Linked DNA regions of Mus musculus: region 2 is linked to region 1. Evidence: chromatin contacts called from public HiChIP or PLAC-seq data. All regions are on one chromosome and are shown on one strand. Each heading gives the region's core, a stretch centred on a gene start, on an enhancer-like site or on the middle of the called end of the contact. The rest is flanking DNA. Distances are from core to core; before and after follow the strand shown. Region 1 has its middle 34 kb from the start of Phlda1. Region 2 overlaps Gm30624 (a long non-coding RNA gene).

The links. HiChIP or PLAC-seq counts read pairs in DNA pulled down with a chosen protein or histone mark.
Region 2: a FOXA1 HiChIP or PLAC-seq map of pancreatic cancer cells shows a contact between it and region 1. The contact joins two enhancer-like sites. A contact is called at or near these places in 4 of 484 Hi-C or Micro-C datasets (cerebral cortex, conventional dendritic cells, nephron progenitors and 1 more) and 2 of 115 datasets of contacts at active chromatin or transcription factors (embryonic hindbrain and pancreatic cancer cells).

Annotation. Positions count from the first base shown.
Region 1 is chr10:111,537,612-111,541,967 of GRCm38.p6, reverse strand. No RefSeq gene overlaps it. Among named protein-coding and RNA genes, the nearest start is that of Phlda1, 34 kb to the right of the region's middle. Within about 2 kb of position 2,002, at least 212 of the 459 cell types and tissues checked have an H3K27ac peak or open chromatin away from gene starts, as enhancers often do. A contact at or near this core is called in pancreatic cancer cells, where this site is marked.
Region 2 is chr10:111,713,202-111,717,557 of GRCm38.p6, reverse strand. All of the region lies in intron 2 of Gm30624 (a long non-coding RNA gene), which reads right to left. Among named protein-coding and RNA genes, the nearest start is that of Gm30624, 30 kb to the right of the region's middle. Within about 2 kb of position 2,092, at least 26 of the 459 cell types and tissues checked have an H3K27ac peak or open chromatin away from gene starts, as enhancers often do. A contact at or near this core is called in pancreatic cancer cells, where this site is marked.

The DNA.
Region 1 (4,356 bases), core at 753-3,252:
GTGTGTCTGTATTCCAGGTATGCTGTAAGGGTATGTCTGTATTCCAGCCAGAGTAGCCATGTAGCTGGGTTAAAATCCCTCTACACTACAGTGTTTCTCTAATAAGCACAAAGCCCTGAGCTCCATCCTCAACACTGCATAAACTGGGCATGGTGGCACACACCTGCAACACGTACTCGGGAGGTAGAGGCAGGAGGATTAGAAGTTCAAGGTCACCTTCTGCTACATATTGAGTTCGGGACAACTGGGATACATGAGACCCTGGCTCAAAAAAAAAAAAATGTTTCTAAGTAACTATTACCTATTTATTTCTTCTCAGACACCAGGTTTCCTGCTAAGTTGTTGTTGTTTTTTTTTAATAGGCATCAGTTCTTCTAATCTCACAGTAATCATATTAGAGAAATAATATTTTGATATTGCTCCTAATAGATGAACAATCATGAGTTAGCTTATATAACTTGCCACGAATCAGGCTAATTAGTGAAGAAACCAGAATTGAAGCCAGGGCTATTCACCTTCAAATTCCAAGCTTTTAACTACACACTGTGGGCCCCAGGGACTGGGTGCAGATCTGGCAGCCATGGGCTTGTATATTTGTTGTCACATCAATTCCTGTCCCTCTTCCTTGTGTCTGAGTACATAATAATCGTAGTAGACTGCAGATGGGAAAAATACAGAAGTCTTGTTCCCATGTGTCATCTCTACATCTTTTTATTTCTTTCCCTTGTATAAGAAAGAAGGGAAGCTACAGCAACAAACATTCTAGCAGCTTCTAGCCTATTTCCTTGCTCCCCGATATGGGAAATGTGACCTTTGAGAACAGATTGACTTTTCAAGCTTGACCAGTAAAAGCTCCAACCGAAACACCTCATCAAGCACACATTGAGAGGGGCCAATTGAATTCTGGGCCTCACTTACAATTCATCTTCTGACCTTCTGTTGTGAACTGTAGTCAAGACGATCATCCCATCTTCCGCCAGAATTTTAACAAACAATCCTCACAGTGGCCCCTTAAAGGCATTAGGGTTGTGACAATCACCCTAGCATTCCCAAGCATAAGCGCATGCTCCGCATCAGCGCATGCTCCTTAGAGCATGACGCTGTGCGGAACCTTTGGCGTTTCGGGATGCCTTGTATTCACATCTGAGCAGCTAAGGCTGGGCACTGCACATCTTTGCAAGGAGATTTACCCATATCACACATCAGAAAAGGGCCAATCACTGAGACATCAGGAAATAAAGAGTAGAGCTGGCCCTTCACCAGGCACTCAGGGGTGGGGGGTGGGGTGGGGAACATGCTAAAGAAATCCATAGTGATAGGCATAAAGAAGAGGCTACTGTCTGACCCAGAATTATGACAGAACCTGCACCAAGTGACTTGAACCCTATAGGCCTCTTACAACATCCGATTGCTGGATCACGTGATCTCATTCCAAACCAACACCAATGGGAAAGTCCTGAAGAACATTTGGTAATCTCGACCAAAACACTAATGGTGTCTCACTCCACCGGAGGTCACAGACAACACAGACAGGCGCCACAACTTGTCCCAACTAGGATTCATTATTAGGAATGTATACAATCGCTTCCTGCATGAAATCAAAAACCCACCAAGAGCGAACAGCAACCCATTCTGAGCTTTGGCAATAAGAGTCAGGCTAAAATGCAGAACAAATTTCATCATAGAACAAATCGTAAGAAATGAAGTGGGTGGAGCAATAAGGGAAGTAGCTCAGCAAGAGATGACCAAGGAGCGGAACAGCCCACATGGAACCTACAGAGGAACGGGAGGCAAGAACACAGAAGCCGACAGGAAATGAATTCAAGAAGGAAACTGTGGGAGAATTCGAAAGTGCCTTGAGGAGAAGCCAGGCTGCAGTGGGCGGCACAGATGCTAACATCCTGCCAGCTGAACTCCTGAGTGGAAGAACTAAGAGTCTGTTCAAACCCTGAGGAAAGGCTCAGCTCCTGGGCCTGGCAGGCTATGCTGAGCAGCCTCAGGCAGGATAGGCTTCACTGACATCACAGTCCCAAGCCAATGGCGGCCATTGTGCACGGTAACACAAGGATAAGTATTTATTTCAGTCCTCTGTGGGAGGGCTGCATTTTCTTCTGAGGTCATCTGGAGCAAATGTAGCTCCCACAGGGGCCTCGTTTTATGAGGCCCAGCTTAACCTGGCCACACCATGCTAGACTAACAAAGGGGAATTGGAGAGGTGGCAACAGAGTGACTCAGCCAGCCTTAACCCTTGAGAGCCTGGAGAGAAATATCCAGCTCAGCTCTTCTACACATTGAGGGCTCTGGGGGACCTGTCTGCCTTCAAAGAAGAGATCAACAATTGCAGACAACTGCCTGTCATTGTCGCCTAGAATAGCCCCAGTCCTCGGTCCTTTTTATCCAGTGCTGGATAAAAAACCTTACTTTCTCTAGTCTTAACTGCCATTCCTCAACCTTTCTACCATCTCCTTTTCTGCTCTGATACAATGATGCAATTCTTGGTTTTTCTACTTGGGAAACACACACACACAAACATAAATCCCAACTTAATGTTTCCAGTTAGCTATTAAATGCCTCTGACTTGTGTCAAATGTAACAACCTATGCCTCCTCCCTTACTCTCCCACCACTACCAAATAAAAAGCAATGCCCCACTCCCCCACTTCATTGAACGGCAATTCCACCTTCTCCAAACTCAACTCTGTTTAATGGCACACACCCAGCCCTCCAGAAAATGCCTTGGGTGTCCATTTAGACCATACCTTGACCATCATATCTTAGCCCCCCACCATCCATCTCTCTTGTAAATGAATGGTTGCAATAACCTCCCACCTGATCTTCCTGCTTCCGTGCCTGTCGTCCTTCATACAAAACAGCAGACTTACCGGTGCTTCCAAACTTCAAAACACTTTCAGCTCAAACTCTCCAGGAATGTCAGCTGGAGAAAAAAAAAAAAATGAAAGGTCCTTTTTTAAGTTTTATATGTCTGTGCATGTGCCCCAGCATACATGTAGAGGTCATGAGGTAACCTGCCAGAATTAGCTCTTTCTTTCTATCACATGGGTTGTAAGGATCGAACCCAGGTCATTGGACTTGGTGGGAAGCATCTTTATTTAACCATTGAGTGGTCCCACTGGTCCTCACGTTCTTACAGTGGCCTAAAACCCCCTCCACATTCACTCCACCCCTGTAGACCTCTCCTGCCTCATCTCTTTCCACCTCCTGCGTCCTACCTCTGGTTCAGCCACTCTCCTCCCTTCAATCCCCTAACTCCCATGATTATATCTAACTTTGCCGAATTTAGGAGATAGGAATACAAGACAACTTTGCAATTTTCTAGGATAAGTGTGTTATATTACAGGACGCTTACATGAACAATTCTGTATTGTTTATGTGAAGTTCATCTTTGACTGGGCATTCTTTATTTTATCTGGCAAGCCCCAGCTTTCCCCCACCTCTGGCTCTTTTGCACTGGGTCTTTTCCCGCTGCATCAATACAGTTATGTGGCCTGTTCTCTCATCCACTTCCAAACCATCTGCTCAAACATCACTTTCTTGGTGAAAAACTAAAATCAGATCCTCCCCACCCTGCCCCCAAGCATGTTTTTCTCAACATAAATTACATATGCCTTCTGGAGTTGGCCAGGGAGCGGAATTAAACTCTGCAAGGACAGGATCGGGTTTCTGCCCAGCTGCTTTGCATGGTCCTATAAACCCAGCACCTAGAAGATTAAGGGTTCCTAGGAAATCACCATGAATGTTTATTGAATGAATGAATGAATGAATGAATGAGCAAGCCTCCTAGAGCTTTTGGTTAAATCTCTGATAACAAATAGCCCTGATTCAATGACATTAATCTGCATTCTCCAACCACCTTGCAATGGTTTCGCAGCAGAGTAGCCCCAGGGAAACCATCACTTTTGGTTACTGACAATAAAAACTGTCTCATTTGAAACTAATTTTAAATATTTTAAACCCCAAACGCCATAAGAGGCATAAAATTAACTTCCTTTAGTGCCTTGCTATATAAAAATACTTTGACTGCATGAATCCTTGGGAAGGCCTTGCATTTTATAGAATCCAATCCAAGGGGAAACAACTAAGTTCACAAGGAAAAGTGTGAGTCCCATGATGATAATTACATCTGTGAAGACAATAACGCCCAACTACTCTAAATAATTAAGCAAAACCCATAAAATATCCACCTTGCTCAAAATGTTCTCTTTAGCATCCTGCTGAGACGGCTGACATTGTGATAACCTGTGAAATCGATCTGTAGAGGGTGATATCATGACGTCATATGCGTACGCGGCTGTCTATTGGGTGTTCGTGGTTTTAAGAGACAAATTCCCGGTACTAC
Region 2 (4,356 bases), core at 843-3,342, 180 kb before region 1:
TAGTGAGACCCTGTCTTGGCAGAGATGGAGAAGGAGGAGGAGGAGGAGGAGGAGGAGGAGGAGGAGGAGGAGGAGGAGGAGGAGGAGGAGGAGGAAGAGAAGGAGGAGGGGGGGGAAGAGAGGGAGGAGGGAGAAGAGAAGGAGAAGGGATAGAAGGAAAATGAGGAGGAGGAAGAGGGACAAGATTCATATACACAATATAAAGTGCAACTGAAAGGTCTGCCTCATCTTGCGGGTATTTGGGAAATAGCTTTTCTTCATCCATGGTAAAGCAAAGATGAGATTGCTCTGCTTACCAACAAGGAGGCATTGAAAAGGCAAGAAACCCATCGCCACAGGAAAAAGTAACAAGAATACAGTGTATCTCTCCTCAAAAGTCCCCAAAGAGGTCGGTTGGACTCTCGGAAGACTTCTGTGCCCCATCCCCTCCCCTGCTGTATGAACAAACTGCAGATCTCATCTATCATCTGGGAAGAAACATCTGTGATGAGCCCAGCCTTCCTTTCACAGGCCTGAGCCTTCCAGGTTTGCAGAATGGAGATGCTGCTATGGCAAATAAGCCCACAAGGACCTAACACTAAAATCCATGAACTTGTGCATGTCTCCAGCCACTAAGAGCATCACATGAGAAGGGCAGACACACAGGGACAATAAGAACATCATCCATCCAGGAAAATTTGTATTTAAAGTCTAATATATTTTAATTACACGAGCCTGTTTAATCTTACATTAGCTCCCTTTTGGACTCACAGTCTATCAGTAATGGTTATTGTTGCTGTAAAAATCAACTAATTATTGTCTTACCTTCTCAACAAAAGAAATGTTTTCATAATAGCACCAGGTACAATTGTTTTTCTAATTACACTCTAATTATATAATTTACATATACACATTTCTAATTATGTATTTATATGTTCTAATTATATATTTATGCATAATATATTATATAATTACATGTAAATATATATTTATATACATTCTAATTGTAATATGTTTGTTTGCTTGTTGGTTGGTTGGTTGGTTGGTTTTTTTAAGAGAGTATTTTTCTGTGTAGTCCTGGACATCCTGGAACTCACTCTATAGACCAGGTTGACCTTGAACTCAGAGATTTACCTGCTTCTGCCTCCTGGATGCTGGGATTAAAGGTGTGCACCACCACTACCACCAAGCTATATATATATTTCTAATTATATAATTATAATTATATTTCTTGTATAAAGAATCAGACTGAATGATAAACCCAACATTTAGGACAGCAGTAGACAATACAGGTGGAAAACTAATTTACACAACATTGCTTTTCATTTTGTAATTCTTTTATTTTACTTGTTGTTGCTGCTGCTGCTGTTGTTGTTTGATAGCTGAGCTAGCTTTGAAGCTGTAATCTTCCAGTGTCAGCCTTCTGAGTATTGAGATTATGAGTGTGTACTGTCATTCTAAACATAGCAGAGTTTTTGGTCGTTTGGTTTTGTTTTAGTTATGTCGGCCTAAGAATTTTTAACATTTTAAAATTATTTACCTTTATATTTACTGAATTATTTCCACTTTAATCCTAAATAAACTAATAGGTTGAGAACAGGTGAGAAAAGACCGACATAATCTATGAATCCATAACTCATCGATAAACTTCAGCTGCTCGTTACTGAAACACTTCAAATGCCCACTTCACACAAATCCCTGTCCAAGAGAAGCTCGCACAACATGGGCTTAATGAGACTCAGCTCTCTCTTTAGAGAGTTCTGAGTCTAGTGAGCTAAAAGCTGCACCAGTGAAGGAAGACAGACACACACAATGCCATCTAATAAAACCCTAAGCACCAAGCAAATTCAGGGCAGCCCAAATGCTCTGAGCCCTCTCTCCTAGAAGGCTGGCCTACAGGATGAATAAGAGCCACATCATAAAGCCAACAGCTCTAAAAATCTCTGAAGCAGGACATCCAATTTTGCAGGTATGTCTGGGGCGACAGGGCACCGTTCTACACCATGCTTTCTATCTTGACAAGGGATGAGCTAAACTTAGAACGTGGGGACAGAGCACTATAGCTTTAAATTTTCTGCCGAAAATGCCAGCCAGCTCATTGCAAGAACTTGCTGTGGTGATTTCATCTTGAGGAAATGACACGCGGCCATTTGAAAAGAGGAGTGTTTACCATGCCCTTGCCACCTCATCAGTATATCAACTGGGAAAGTCATTTCCTCCTCTTTGAACTAATTTGATTTGGTTTGCTCAGGGGCCTCCACTCCTTCCCTCCACCTTCATTTCAAAGGCACTGGGACCTCAGCTCTCAGTCCACACAGGTTCCAAATCACCTTCTTCGAGTTTCCTCCTTGGCCTCTCAGGTCAGTCTCCGGGTCTAAACCATACCAGCCATTTGTATTTGCCAATTACTTTACAACTTCAAGACACAGAAATGTTACTTCACATTACAAAGCGTCAAGAGAGGTGTGTAACGTGCTGAAGCATTCAAAAGAAATGCAAATGGGTGAATGTTTTTGGATCTATTGGCAGAAGGAGCATCAAGAAACGTGGACCAGAGATGTAAGCTTGAGCAGCAGAGTGGTAGTGTGGAAAGAAAATGCCATTTCTCATTGAAGGCACTTCTTTTATTTATTTATGTATTTGTGTTGTTATTTGGTTTTCAAGACAGGCTTTCCCCATATAACAGCCCTAGGTGTCCTGGAACTTGCTTTGTAGACAGGACTGACCTAGAACTCACAAAGATCTGGCTGCCTTTGCCTCCCAAGTGCTGGGGCTAAAGGTATGTACCACCATGTCTGGCTGAGAACCCTTTCTTTAAATTCTACTTCTTCTCTTTGTTAGTCATGTGACCCTGGACAGAATCGTCATCTTCAAATGCTGAGCAAAAGTGTCACATCCTTGAGAATGGAGCAATGTCATGAAGTCCCCTGAGCCTCTCTACATGTTCTTCTGAGTTTATGTTCCTTTGTTTTCAACAAACTTTAAAACTCTAATTCTCAATAATGAAAAAGGAACACTATTCTTATAGTTTGTGCACGTGTGTGTGTGTGTGTGTGTGTGTGTGTGTGTGTGTGTGTGTGTGTGTACAAGGTCTATGTTTGATCTCTATGAGCACATAGGAGGTGGTCCACAGAAACCACAGGATAGCATCAATGTGTTGCTCAGTCACCCAGCTTTTCCCTCCTGTCTCCACCCTCCTCCAAGTGCTGGCATCTCAGGTACACCGATAACCATGGATCCTCGGGATTTGAACACAGGTCCTCATTGTTGGCATTTAGTTTAAGCTCCACCCCCACAGTTACCTGGCAACAGCCAGGTATGCCTGACTCACTATAGTAGGGGTTGCTTGCCCCCTCCTCTGGCTCTTGCTCTCTTGCTCTTGTTCCCACTCCTTACCCTATCTCTCCCCATTCTCCTCACCCCTCTCTCTCCACAGGCTCATGGCCAGATTCTACTCCTCCCCCTCCCCCTCCCCTCCCCCTCCTCTCCCCCTCCCCTCCCCTTCCCCTCCCCTCTCTCTCCCTGCCTTTCTCTTGATTCCACTCCCCATGTCCTGACAGTATGGCTGGTCCCTCAGGGGGAAGGGATGCCTCAGCATGGGCTCACAGAGGCACCCCCTTACCCCATACCTTGACACACCTACACCAAACATATTCCTTCCCTCTTATCTTTTTATAAAACACAACACTCATGATTACATAGCAGGCATTCTTTCCCACTGAGCCATCTCTGCAGCTGGAGAACATTCTTAATGCCTATAGCAACATGGAGAATTGACAGCATTTTGCTGATGCCATGTGTATGATATTCCAGAAAGGGAAGCCCTCAGTGGCCAGGAAAAAGGAGTGAGTATGAACTCAGAAGTGAGGACAGGAGGAGTGAGGGAATTTAGGAAGTGGTGTGATTTATCCGTTCTTTATCTTGACTATATAAAAATTAATGAATCCACATGGTTGTCAACATTTAAGCATATATTTCAAAGTATACATTGTATTACAACTGTTATTTTCAATTTAATAAACAATTTAATAAACAATTCATAAAACTCGACACTTTGAAAATGCCCTAGTACACACCCCAAGTTGTAAAGAGCCTGCTCTTCATCAGAGGCATGCTTAGCTCCAGGAATGGAAGATGAACAAATCAGTCATCCTTGGTCACCATATCTTCTGGAGTAGAAGAAAGGCTTTGAAACTATACTCGTAGGAAAAACACACACTCGCAAGACTGGCTATGTACGGGGAAGGGGCGATGGCAATGAACAGCCTAAATTAAATTAGCACTTTAGGCTGTTGGGATTAGACAGCATATCAATCCACTTTTCATTGCTGAAGCAGAACACCGGACGCTGAGTGTGGGGATTTGCATGAGAAAGGT